2 separate regions of the Macaca mulatta genome follow, and region 1 is linked to region 2. A link is a contact called in public Hi-C data. All regions are on one chromosome and are shown on one strand. Each heading gives the region's core, a stretch centred on a gene start, on an enhancer-like site or on the middle of the called end of the contact. The rest is flanking DNA. Distances are from core to core; before and after follow the strand shown. Region 1 holds the start of ANAPC4 (anaphase promoting complex subunit 4). Region 2 holds the start of PI4K2B (phosphatidylinositol 4-kinase type 2 beta).

Region 1 (4,972 bases), core at 2,142-4,641, 130 kb after region 2:
CAGGTACACTTCGAGCTGTCTAGGTAGGACAGCTTCCAGAAAATCTAAAGGAAAATCCAGTTTTACTTATTTGATGTGATTTTAATTGGACCATGAGGACCTGGGTTGAAATTACTTGAGGGTCAGCTAAGAAGGTCATTGCAATAAAGTAAAGATAAGATCTCTGCTATTTGATTTCAGGCAATAGTATAAATGTTAACTCAGCAAGATGAGGCAAATAGCACCAACACTGAGCAACAAGATCTCAGATCTCTGAGAGGCTGAGTTTTATCTCAATTGTCTTTGGCGGGACAGTTAGTTACAAGATCCCTGGTTTAGCTGCTTGATACCACTGGATACTAGAAGAGGTGAAACCTGGTGACCTCTAAGATGGTAGGCCTGAATAGATGGGCCACTTTCTTCATCTGCAAGTGTGGAGAGGAGGAGTGGGAGAACACTAGAGGAAGTCACCCCAAACATTCCACATGCTTAAAGAAGACAGGCCAGGTGCGGTGGCTCACGCCTGTAATCCCAGCACTTTGGGAGGCTAAGGGGGGTCGGGGGGAGTGGATCACCTGAGGTCAGTAGTTCGAGACCAGCCTGGCCAACATGGTGAAACCCCCGTCTCTACTATAAATACAAAAAAATTAGCTGGGCATGGTGGCGGGTGCCTGTAATCCCAGCCACTCGGGGCAGGAGAATCGCTTGAACCTGGGAGGCAGAGGTTGCAGTGAGCCGAGATCACGCCATTGCACTCCAGCCTGGGCGACAAGAGCAAGAGTCCGTCTCAAACAAACAAACAAAAATAGGAAAACAAAGGTTGCTGCCTGTTAACTTTACAGTTAATACATGAGCCAGGTAAATCAAGGAAAAATAGAAGCATCTCTAATCCTACCACCCAGAGGTAACCCCTCTTATAACTTCCCTGTCTACTCTTCCAAAGATAGGTTCTTGCATAAGTAGGTTTACAGACACATGCACAAATTTCCCTCAAGAAAATGGAATTTTAATTACATACTGTTTTATGTCCCATGCTTTTTCATAAGTATATTGTGAACATCGATTTATGTCTGCATAGTATTCTTCGGGATAGATACATTTTTCAAAAATCTATGATGGGACATCTAGGTGGTTTGCATTTTTTCACTTTCGTAAATAACCTCATAATGAACATACGTAAGCAAATATTTATTTCTCCTGCCCTTGCCTCCTTAAAAAGCACTGATGCCTGATCCCTGAGCCTTCTTCCCTTTTTCTCTTTATTCTGTGTCACCAATGCACAAATGAGCCAGTTTGACAAAGCAGTATTTTCCTAAGGATGGGGGAGGCAAAAAAAACAGAGGAGGTAAAGCTAAAATCTCTATGGGGCAGTGGGAAGAAGAAAAGGCTGGAAACACGATGTGTTAATATTTCTTGCCTTACGGCTACTTTGGATCATTTCCAAGAACAATTCCTGCCCCCTACTGCCTACCAACACACCTGAGGGTCTATAGCAAACTTGTCTAACTCGCAGCCTGCGGCACAGGAGGGCTTTGAATGCAGCCCAACACAAATTCATAAACTTTCCTAAAACATGAGTTTTTTTTTTTTAGCTCATCAGCTGTCATTAGTGTTAATGTATTTTATGTGTGGCCCAAGACAATTCTTCTAATGTGGGAAGACAAAAGATTGGACACCCCTGGTCTATAGCAGCATCAAACTCTGCTGTTTCCTGCCCACACCTGGAACTCCACAGCTATGCTGTTTCCTTTGCTGTAAGGCTTAGGAAATTCATATTCCGTGAAGACTTAATGTGCAGGTGGTTATACTCAGTCCTTTGCAGTACGGTGTTTATGCCTCTGGGAACAGTCATTTTCACGTGCTGTGTGGGTGTTTGTATTCAGGTAAATTCCAGGAAAATGGACACTCAATTTCCATTAGAATATCAAGTGCATAGATACTGGACCCCCACCAGGTGATCCATTATAACCGCCCCAAAACATTAACACCTGAAAATGCGTTTTGTGAAAAACAAAGGCGGATGCATTTTTACCTTAGAAATGTTGATTCTGGAAGAGTTGGGGGCACATGCTAAGTTGTCTGCGGCAAAGGCAAGGGTTGCAAAGCCCCTGAAAGGAAACAGGGTAGGTATAAAGTCAAAGGCTAAGAACAGTACTTGGCACAAAATAGTTACTTGATGCTGAATGAATTAGTCTCCCTCCGTCATCTACTTCCCAGGGGCTAGATCCAGACAAAGGTCTAGAAGATGGGGCCTGTTCAAAGTTAAAGGTCCTGCGGTCTCTTTCTTCTTTGAACAAGTCAAAGGTAGTGAAAAGTAGACTTTCTACCAGAGGGTTTAAGAACCCTAGGATGACACTGTCACATTCTCTTAGGGAGGTCATAGCTGTGGGAACTGTGAACATGTTGACTCATTTAAATGTGTCCTACATAAAGCAACATCAGATGAATTCTGATGTACAAGTCTGCCAGGCTGACCCGTGAGCCTCTGGGCAGAGTTCCTGTCCCATGCATTCGTGTAGCCTCAGTTCCCCCACATAGTAAATGCCAAGAAGAAATCGTGTATGAGCCTACACTCTCTTCGTTATGATGGGTCTGCAACTATCAATATGTTTTGAGGGTTAAATGGGATGAGGTGTCACAGTATTATTTTCCTGTTAGGGAGGTTTTAGGCAGGCGCCTCTTCTCTCTTCAAACTGGAATCACCCGAAGAGTTTTAGTAAATACTGGGCCCATCCAGGGTTAATTTTCTTCTAATTGGTTTGGGGTGCTGCTTGGAGAGGGGGACTTTTAAAATTCTATACTGACCCACCAGGAATGACATGAGAACTACTTGCTTAGTAACTGTCAGAGGAGGCTCCAGCTGATCAGGACCTAAAGTTCATATTCTTTATCATCTCCCCGTTGTTGCTGAAGCCTCCCCATAAACCCCTAACGTCCCGTCGTCCACAGCAGCGAATTTCCGGGAAAACGGGAAACCTATGCAAGCATGCCCACACACGTGCACAAACGCGTTCCCAAAAGCCCCGCGTGCGGCCCCAGGGGCCCGCCCCGCCCTTCTCGGGCCCTTCTGGGTCCCCGCGCCCAGCGATCCCACCCGCACCTGGGTCTGGGGCTCCGCTCCCTCCCTCTCCGCGGCACTCGGGCTTCCCTGCCCCGCCCACGTGCCCCACCCTCCCTCGCTCCGCCCCTCGCTGCTCCCTGCCCCGCCCACGGGCCCCATCCTATCCCCACCTCGCTCCGCCCCTCGCTGCTCCCTGCCTCGCCCACAGCGCCCGGTCCCCGTCCGCCGGGTCTGGCTCTCAGCCCCGCCAAGCCCGGTGCGCGCCCCGCCCCGCCTCCTCCTCTCGCGAGGCAGTCTCGACGCCGGAAGTGCCTGGAGCGCGCGACAGCGGCGAGGCGGGGCGGTCTGGAAGCTGTGGCGCCCGGCCGGCAGAGGGAGGGGTGAGGTCGCTGGGGCTGTGTTAGTCACCGGTGGGGACTCTTTCAGGTACAGCCGCGGTCGGGGCTCCTCGTGGAGGGCCGGGAGCTTCTGCCGGCCTCTTACTGGGGTGTCGTTGCAGGGCCGTCCCCATGTTGCGTTTTCCGACCTGTTTCCCGTCCTTCCGGGTGGTGGGAGAGAAGCAGCTCCCGCAGGAGATTATTTTCCTGGTCTGGTCGCCCAAGCGGGATCTCATTGCTTTGGCCAACACAGCGGGCGAGGTGAGTGAGCCGGCGGGAGCCCGCGTGTGTTGGGTCTGCTCCCGGGGTCCCAAGAACACCGAGCCCGAGCCTGTTCTTTCGGGCCATAGGCGGCCGTAGTCTCAGTTTCCCCTTCTGCAGACATGGTGGGCCACCTGCTACCCTTGCCTCCCAGGACGGCAGCAAACTTTAAGTATGTATGCGAAAGGTGATGTCTGTGCTATTTTCGGTACTTTCATGGCTAAAGTAACATTTTTCACACAGCTTAACACCGTCACGCAATCCTGCTTCCCCAAGTCGTCTTCAGTCATTGGTTTATTAATTAAATGAACTTTTAAAAAAGCGCACGATGTGCCACTCATGAGCTAGACATAGTGGTAGATCCAGGGACCCTGCCCTAAGTTTGCTTACAGTTTTAATGGCAGAAGGAAGAGTTATTATCAAACTTCAGCTGCAGAAGTGCATGCATGTAGCTGCCACAGAGGATATATTTAAGAATCTGGCTTCTCTTGTCCACGTTTTATACTACGGGTTGGATAACCACCACTAAAAATACCTTTAAATTGGACAAGGAAGGGATGCATTGGATTCCAGAGAGAACGTGCATGAATGTTATCACCATGTCTTGTTCACATTAAATTTCATCGAGTATAAGCCAGTTGTACCCAACTTTCTGCTGAGAGTTACTACCTGCCAGCCATTTTGTAAGGAAACCTTCACCTGTGCATCTTTCCGCCTCTGGCTTGAGAGTTATCTGGCCAGGTGAGAGTTGTATAGAGTCAAATTTGGAAACTAGGTGATAAGGAAATCGTAGCACCCTGCAGACTACAGCACCATGTTATCTGCCATGATCCAGTCGCCGGGGTATTGATGTCTCATTTTTCAGGGCCCTCCATGAAATCTAGTCTCCCTCCACTGCCGGGATGCTTTGAAACTCTGTTGTGGCTCTAGAGAGCAGCAGGTGATACAGCCACAGAAGTAGGAGGGAAGGTAGACAGGAGGCACATCCGTGCAATCAGATGGGTAGGTGTGATAGAGGGCACTATTATATCCATTTTCTCAGTGAAGGAAGAAGCAAGGGTATTGTCTATGGGTGAAGATGGAGAAGAATATATTGGAAGTTTGAGAAAGAAGAGGTATGAAAAAGCTAACAAGGCAGGTGGACTTAGGAAGCCTAATAGGATTGCCTGTCAGTGTTACGAGCCACACAAGATCGGTGTTGTTATTTGAGAGACACTGGTTGAATGAGGTTGTATGTGTCTCTCTCCGTTCTGTTTGGCTGTGTGGGTGCAGGCATCGTTGGGTTTAACCAGGA
Region 2 (5,012 bases), core at 1,193-3,692:
TAGTACATTGAGATATTTTAAGGATGCATATTGAAAACCCCAGTGTAAGCACTGAAAATTAATGTAAAGCACTGAAAATTAATGTAAAGAAGTATAACAGAGGCTGGGCGTGGTGGCTCATGCTTGTAATCCTAGAACTTTGGGAGGCCAAGGCCAGTGGATCACAAGGTCAGGAGATCAAGAACATCTTGGTCAACATGGTGAAACCCTGTCTCTACTAAAAATACAAAAATTAGCCGGGCATGGTGGCACATGCCTGTAGTCCCAGTTACTCAGAAGGCTGAGGTAAGGAGAATAGCTTGCACCCAGGAGGCGGAGGTTGCAGTGAGTCAAGATCTCGCCACTGCACTCCAACCTGGGCTACAAGAGTTAAGCTCCATCTCAAAAAACGAAAAAAAAAAAAAAAAAAAAAAAAAAAAAAGAAATATAACAGAAAGCCAATGATGGAATGAAAATGAAATAATCAGAATTTAATCCAAATGAAAGCAGGAAAGGAGGAACAGAGGAACCGAAAAGGTTAAAGCAAATAAGACACAAATTGCAAAATAATAGATCTAAATTCAACCACATCATTATTACATTAAATGTAAATGGACCCAAAACTGCAATTAAAAGGCAGCTACAGGCCGGGTGCAGTACCTCACACCTGTAATCCCAGCACTTTGGGAGGCCGAGGTGGGTGGATCACCTGAGGTCAGGAGTTCGAGACCAGCCTGGCCAATGTGGTGAAACCCTATCTCTACTAAAAAATACAAAAATTAGCCAGGTATGGTGGCAGGCACCTGTAATTCCAGCTATTCTTTCTTTAAAGTGGAGAAGGCATCAAGGAAGAGGGTTGTAGGTGGTGAGGCAAATGGTTACATTTTTGCTAGACTTTAAGTAGTGCCCAGTAACTCTATGCTATGCTTAAGGTGAACATTCAAAGAAAATGGAGTGAAGGAAGTTAATTATGCAGATATCTCAGGTGAAGGAATGATTGATCTTATCCTTGTTCTGCATCTGGGAAGATAAACTTGTAATTGAAATCATCCATGTGAAATTTAACAGACTTTAATTGTACCCGTTTGATTTAGGTTGCAGACTTAAAGTTATACAATTGACATGTCCTTGTTTTATGGAAGGATATACATCTTGAAAGGTTTAATGGCCGGTAAAGAATTCACTATTATTAATTTGTTGAGGACAGTCATCCTGAGACTGAGATACATAAGGCTTGTTTTGCATTTTGAGGAGGGTCTGGCTAACGTATAAAGTTTTAATACAATGATGGGAAGTAACCGCTATCCATTTGGGAAAAGGATTGTAGTGCTGGGTGACTTCAGTCTCCAGGCTTAAATCTCCCCCTGACATAACAAGTTGAGGGTGGGGGATGGTTCTGAGATTTTTATTTTCCTTTACAGGGTCAAAGAGGAAATCATAAAGGAAGTTAAAAACTATTTTCTGCTGAAGGAAAATGAAAGCACAGTAGCAGGCCAGGCAAGGTGGCTTATGCTTGTAATCCCAGAATTTTGGGATGCTGAAGCAGGACAACTACTTGAGACCAGGAGCTCAAGACCAACCTGGGCAACAGTGAGACCCCATCTCTACAAAAAATTTAAATTTAAAAATTAACAGGGTGTGATCATGCACGCCTGCAGTTCCAGCTACTGTGTCTTCTACAGTTTAAAGGTGGGAGGATCCCTTGAGTTCAGGAGGTTGAGGCTGCAGTGAGCTATGATTGTGTCACTGCACTCCAGCCTGGATAACACAGCGAGACCGTCTCAACAACAACAACAACAACAAAAAACGGAGAATGCAGCTAAAGCAGTGCTTAGAGGGCAATTTATAGCCTTAAATCCTTGCATTGGAAAAGCAGATAGATTTAGAATCAATAATCTTCTACTCTAAGTAACTAGAAAAAGAAGAGGAAATCAAACTTCAAGTGAGGAATAAAGAGCAAAATAAGGCAACGGACTAGAAAACAGAAAATCAATGGAACCAAAACATGATATTCTGAAAAGATTTAAAAATTGATAAATTTCTACCTAGATTAGTAAGAAAAAAAAAAGAACATACAAACCCTCCTGGACGTCCAGTGGAGGAAAGAAATGTCGCACAATTAAATCTATTGTTATAGATTATGGTAAACTCTAAGAGAGAATTCTGTCGCGGAGGGGCCGATTTTGGTTGCAAGAGGGAACCTCTTTGGAAACTACTCAGCTTCCCGCCCTCCACTGGGAGTAAAGCGAGCTGTGCCCAGCTTCTCTCCGCACTCACGGAGGCAGGTGGCGGCCCCGCCCCACCTGCCCCCTCAAAAGCCCCGCCCTCTGTTCACTCCCACGCGCGCCGCCGCCGCCGCCGCCGCCGCCGCCGCCTGCCACGGCCCTTCTGCGCAGGCGCGGGGGAGGCGCCCGGCGGAGGCGCGAAATGGGGCGAGGCCGGCGGCGGGGCGGGGCAACCGCTGGGCGGGCGCCAAGCGGGCGCCAAGCGGGCCCGTGCGCTGGTGAGGTGGCGTCCGTTCCACCCGGTTGCTCCCGTTCCCCGCCATGCAGAGCCCAGTCTCGGGCACCTGGCTGCTGTGATCTGGTCTCAGCGCGGAGGGAGCAGAGGGAGTCCATGGAGGATCCCTCCGAGCCCGACCGGCTGGCGTCCGCGGACAGCGGGAGCCCGGAGGAGGAGGAGGATGGGGAGCGGGAGCCGCTGCTATCGCGGATCGCCTGGGCCCACCCGCGGAGAGGCGCCCCAGGCAGCGCCGTGAGGCTGCTGGACGCCGCCGGGGAGGAGGGCGCGGCCGGCGACGAGGAGCTGCCGCTCCCGCCCGGGAACGTGGGGGTCTCCCGGAGTTCGCCCGCCGACCTGGACCGGAGCCGCCCCGCGGTTTCAGGTGCGACCCGGCCCTGCCCTACTCCCCGCGCCCCTCCAGGCGGCTGCGCTTGTCGCCCGGCTCTGTCCTGTCTCCCGCGCGCGCTAGCCGAGGTGGACGGGCTTTCCCCGATCGCTGGGCAGCGGCTCCCAAGTTCGGACCGGGGCCAGCCGCAGACGCACCGCGTGCGCTTCGCCTGCTCGCTCTGTCTCGGGGAACTTGCTCTCCGAAGGCCAGTGGCTGTCATTAAACCGATTCTTTAGACCTCCCCGCAAAGTGAGTCTAAACTTCTAGAATCAGACACTGGGGAGAGGTTAACGCTGTAAAATGACGTCAGTCCTTGCTCAAGTTTGGACTTGACTTTGAATTAAGAACCTTGAACTCTCAGGAAAGTTCCTGGAGTGGTGAATTTGCGAAGTGGATGACAGGAGAGAGATGGACAACCAGAATATCCAGTTGCCACTGGGGCACGTTTTAAAACCTTTTTCCATTAAATGTTGTTATTGTGACGTTAGCCACAGGGGGCAAAAAGCAGTTGAAAGTCTGTTCCTGCCCTCTTACAGTTTAGTTTCTCTTTCTTGATTTACTTCTAATACGTAAGAAAACGAAACGAAAAACCTCTTTTCGCTATTAAGTGGACTGATACCCTCAGGTGAAACAGGGCAATTGAAACGATGTTGAACGTTAGTTAAATTTAGGTATGCTGTGCAGGCCTGGATATTTGTTAATAAAGTGAGATTTTTCTGGCGTGTTGAGTGGAGTTAGACTAATGTAATGGAAATAGCAGACTTGTAAGACTCTCAGCTAGAGGTGAGACAGATTTGTTTGTAAAAAGGCGATGGTAACACCTCCCTGCTGGTTGTGAGGATGGATTAAATGAGATGTTGTGCACCCCGTTGGTTTATTGCTTCACACATGACAGCTTAAAAGCCACAGAAAATGGAAGTTTCTTTAACACTGCTTAGTTTTTTTGGAGTTGTTAGATTTTAAATGTACTGTTAGTGGTACACTAATGTGTCCTCTACAGTTTAAAGAATTTTGGATAGAATCGGTCATTCAAGTTATAGCTGGAAGTTACATTCAGGCATATTCTAGAGTAAATAAATCAGAGAAGCCCAAGGGGAGCCGTTTGTCTGATGGTTTAAGCTTTAACCAAAGTCTGCTCCCGTTATAATGTTTGCTGATGGATGCATTATCGTTTAACCAGATAACGTGAAGCTCGAACCAGATCACAAACGGGCCTGCATTCGCCTAGCTACATTGGCAATTTGGGCATATATTACTTAGAATTTAATCTGTAAAATAGCTAGCTTGCCTTTTTCCGCCCCTTACCTTGTGTAAGCTACCTTGTGTACCTGGATTTTTAAAAGAGCCTAAAGCCTTCAAAATGCACTTATTCTGTGAAAGTGAGGTATTTTATAAACAAACAGTATTAAGGCTAGAAAAAAATCAAAGCGAGAGGCCAACGAGATGGCAGTCCTGTAATCCCATCCCAGCCTTTTGGGAGATCTAGGCAGGAGAATAGCTTGGGGCTGGAAGTTCAAGACCCACCTGGGCAGCATAGTGAGATCCCTATCTCTATTAAGAATAAATCAACAAAAACAAAAAGTCAAAGTGAGGATATAGTGTTAGAATGCAAATGGATTCTTAGAATTCCTACCTTTTTTAAAGGTAGTATCTTACTTATATCACAGCTTACAATTTGCTAAGATCTTTTTTAAAAAGTATTTTATTCTCCACTGCACTCCAGCCTGGCTCTGTCTTGAGACAGAGCAAGACTCTGTCTCAAAACATAAATAAATAAATAAGTAAATAAATAAATAAAAATTTTTTATTCTCTGCCGGGTGCCATGGCTCGCGCCTGTAATCCCAGCACTTTGGAAGGCCTAGGTGGGTGGATCATTTGAGGTCAGGAGTTTGAGACCAGCCTGGCCAACATGGTGAAACCCCACCTCTACTAAAAATACAAAAATTAGCCAGGCATAGTGGCGGGCGCTTGTAATTCCAGCTACTCGGGAGGCTGAGGCAGGAGAATCGCTGCTGAATCTGAGAGGTGGAGGTTGCAGTGAGCAGAGATGGCTCCACTGCACTATAGCCTAGGCGACAGAGTGAGACTTTGTCTCAAAAAAAAAAAAAAAAAAATTATTCTCACAACAGCACAGCAAGTTAG

Evidence for each region. A called contact is a pair of places that touch in the nucleus more often than the background predicts.
Region 1: a Hi-C map of fetal cortex germinal zone shows a contact between it and region 2, with 2.6 times the contacts expected there. The contact joins the promoter of ANAPC4 here to the promoter of PI4K2B in region 2. A contact is called at or near these places in 2 of 14 Hi-C or Micro-C datasets (CD4 T cells and fetal cortex germinal zone).

Annotation. Positions count from the first base shown.
Region 1 is chr5:24,392,277-24,397,248 of T2T-MMU8v2.0, forward strand. ANAPC4 (anaphase promoting complex subunit 4) reads left to right here and starts at 3,392. Exons shown (of 29, transcript NM_001266920.1): 1 at 3,392-3,466; 2 at 3,540-3,678. The coding sequence starts at 3,550. It overlaps LOC114678266 (a long non-coding RNA gene), which reads right to left and starts at 3,329. Exons shown (of 3, transcript XR_013417797.1): 1 at 3,211-3,329; 2 at 2,012-2,087.
Region 2 is chr5:24,260,892-24,265,903 of T2T-MMU8v2.0, forward strand. PI4K2B (phosphatidylinositol 4-kinase type 2 beta) reads left to right here and starts at 2,443. Exons shown (of 10, transcript XM_078003217.1): 1 at 2,443-3,118.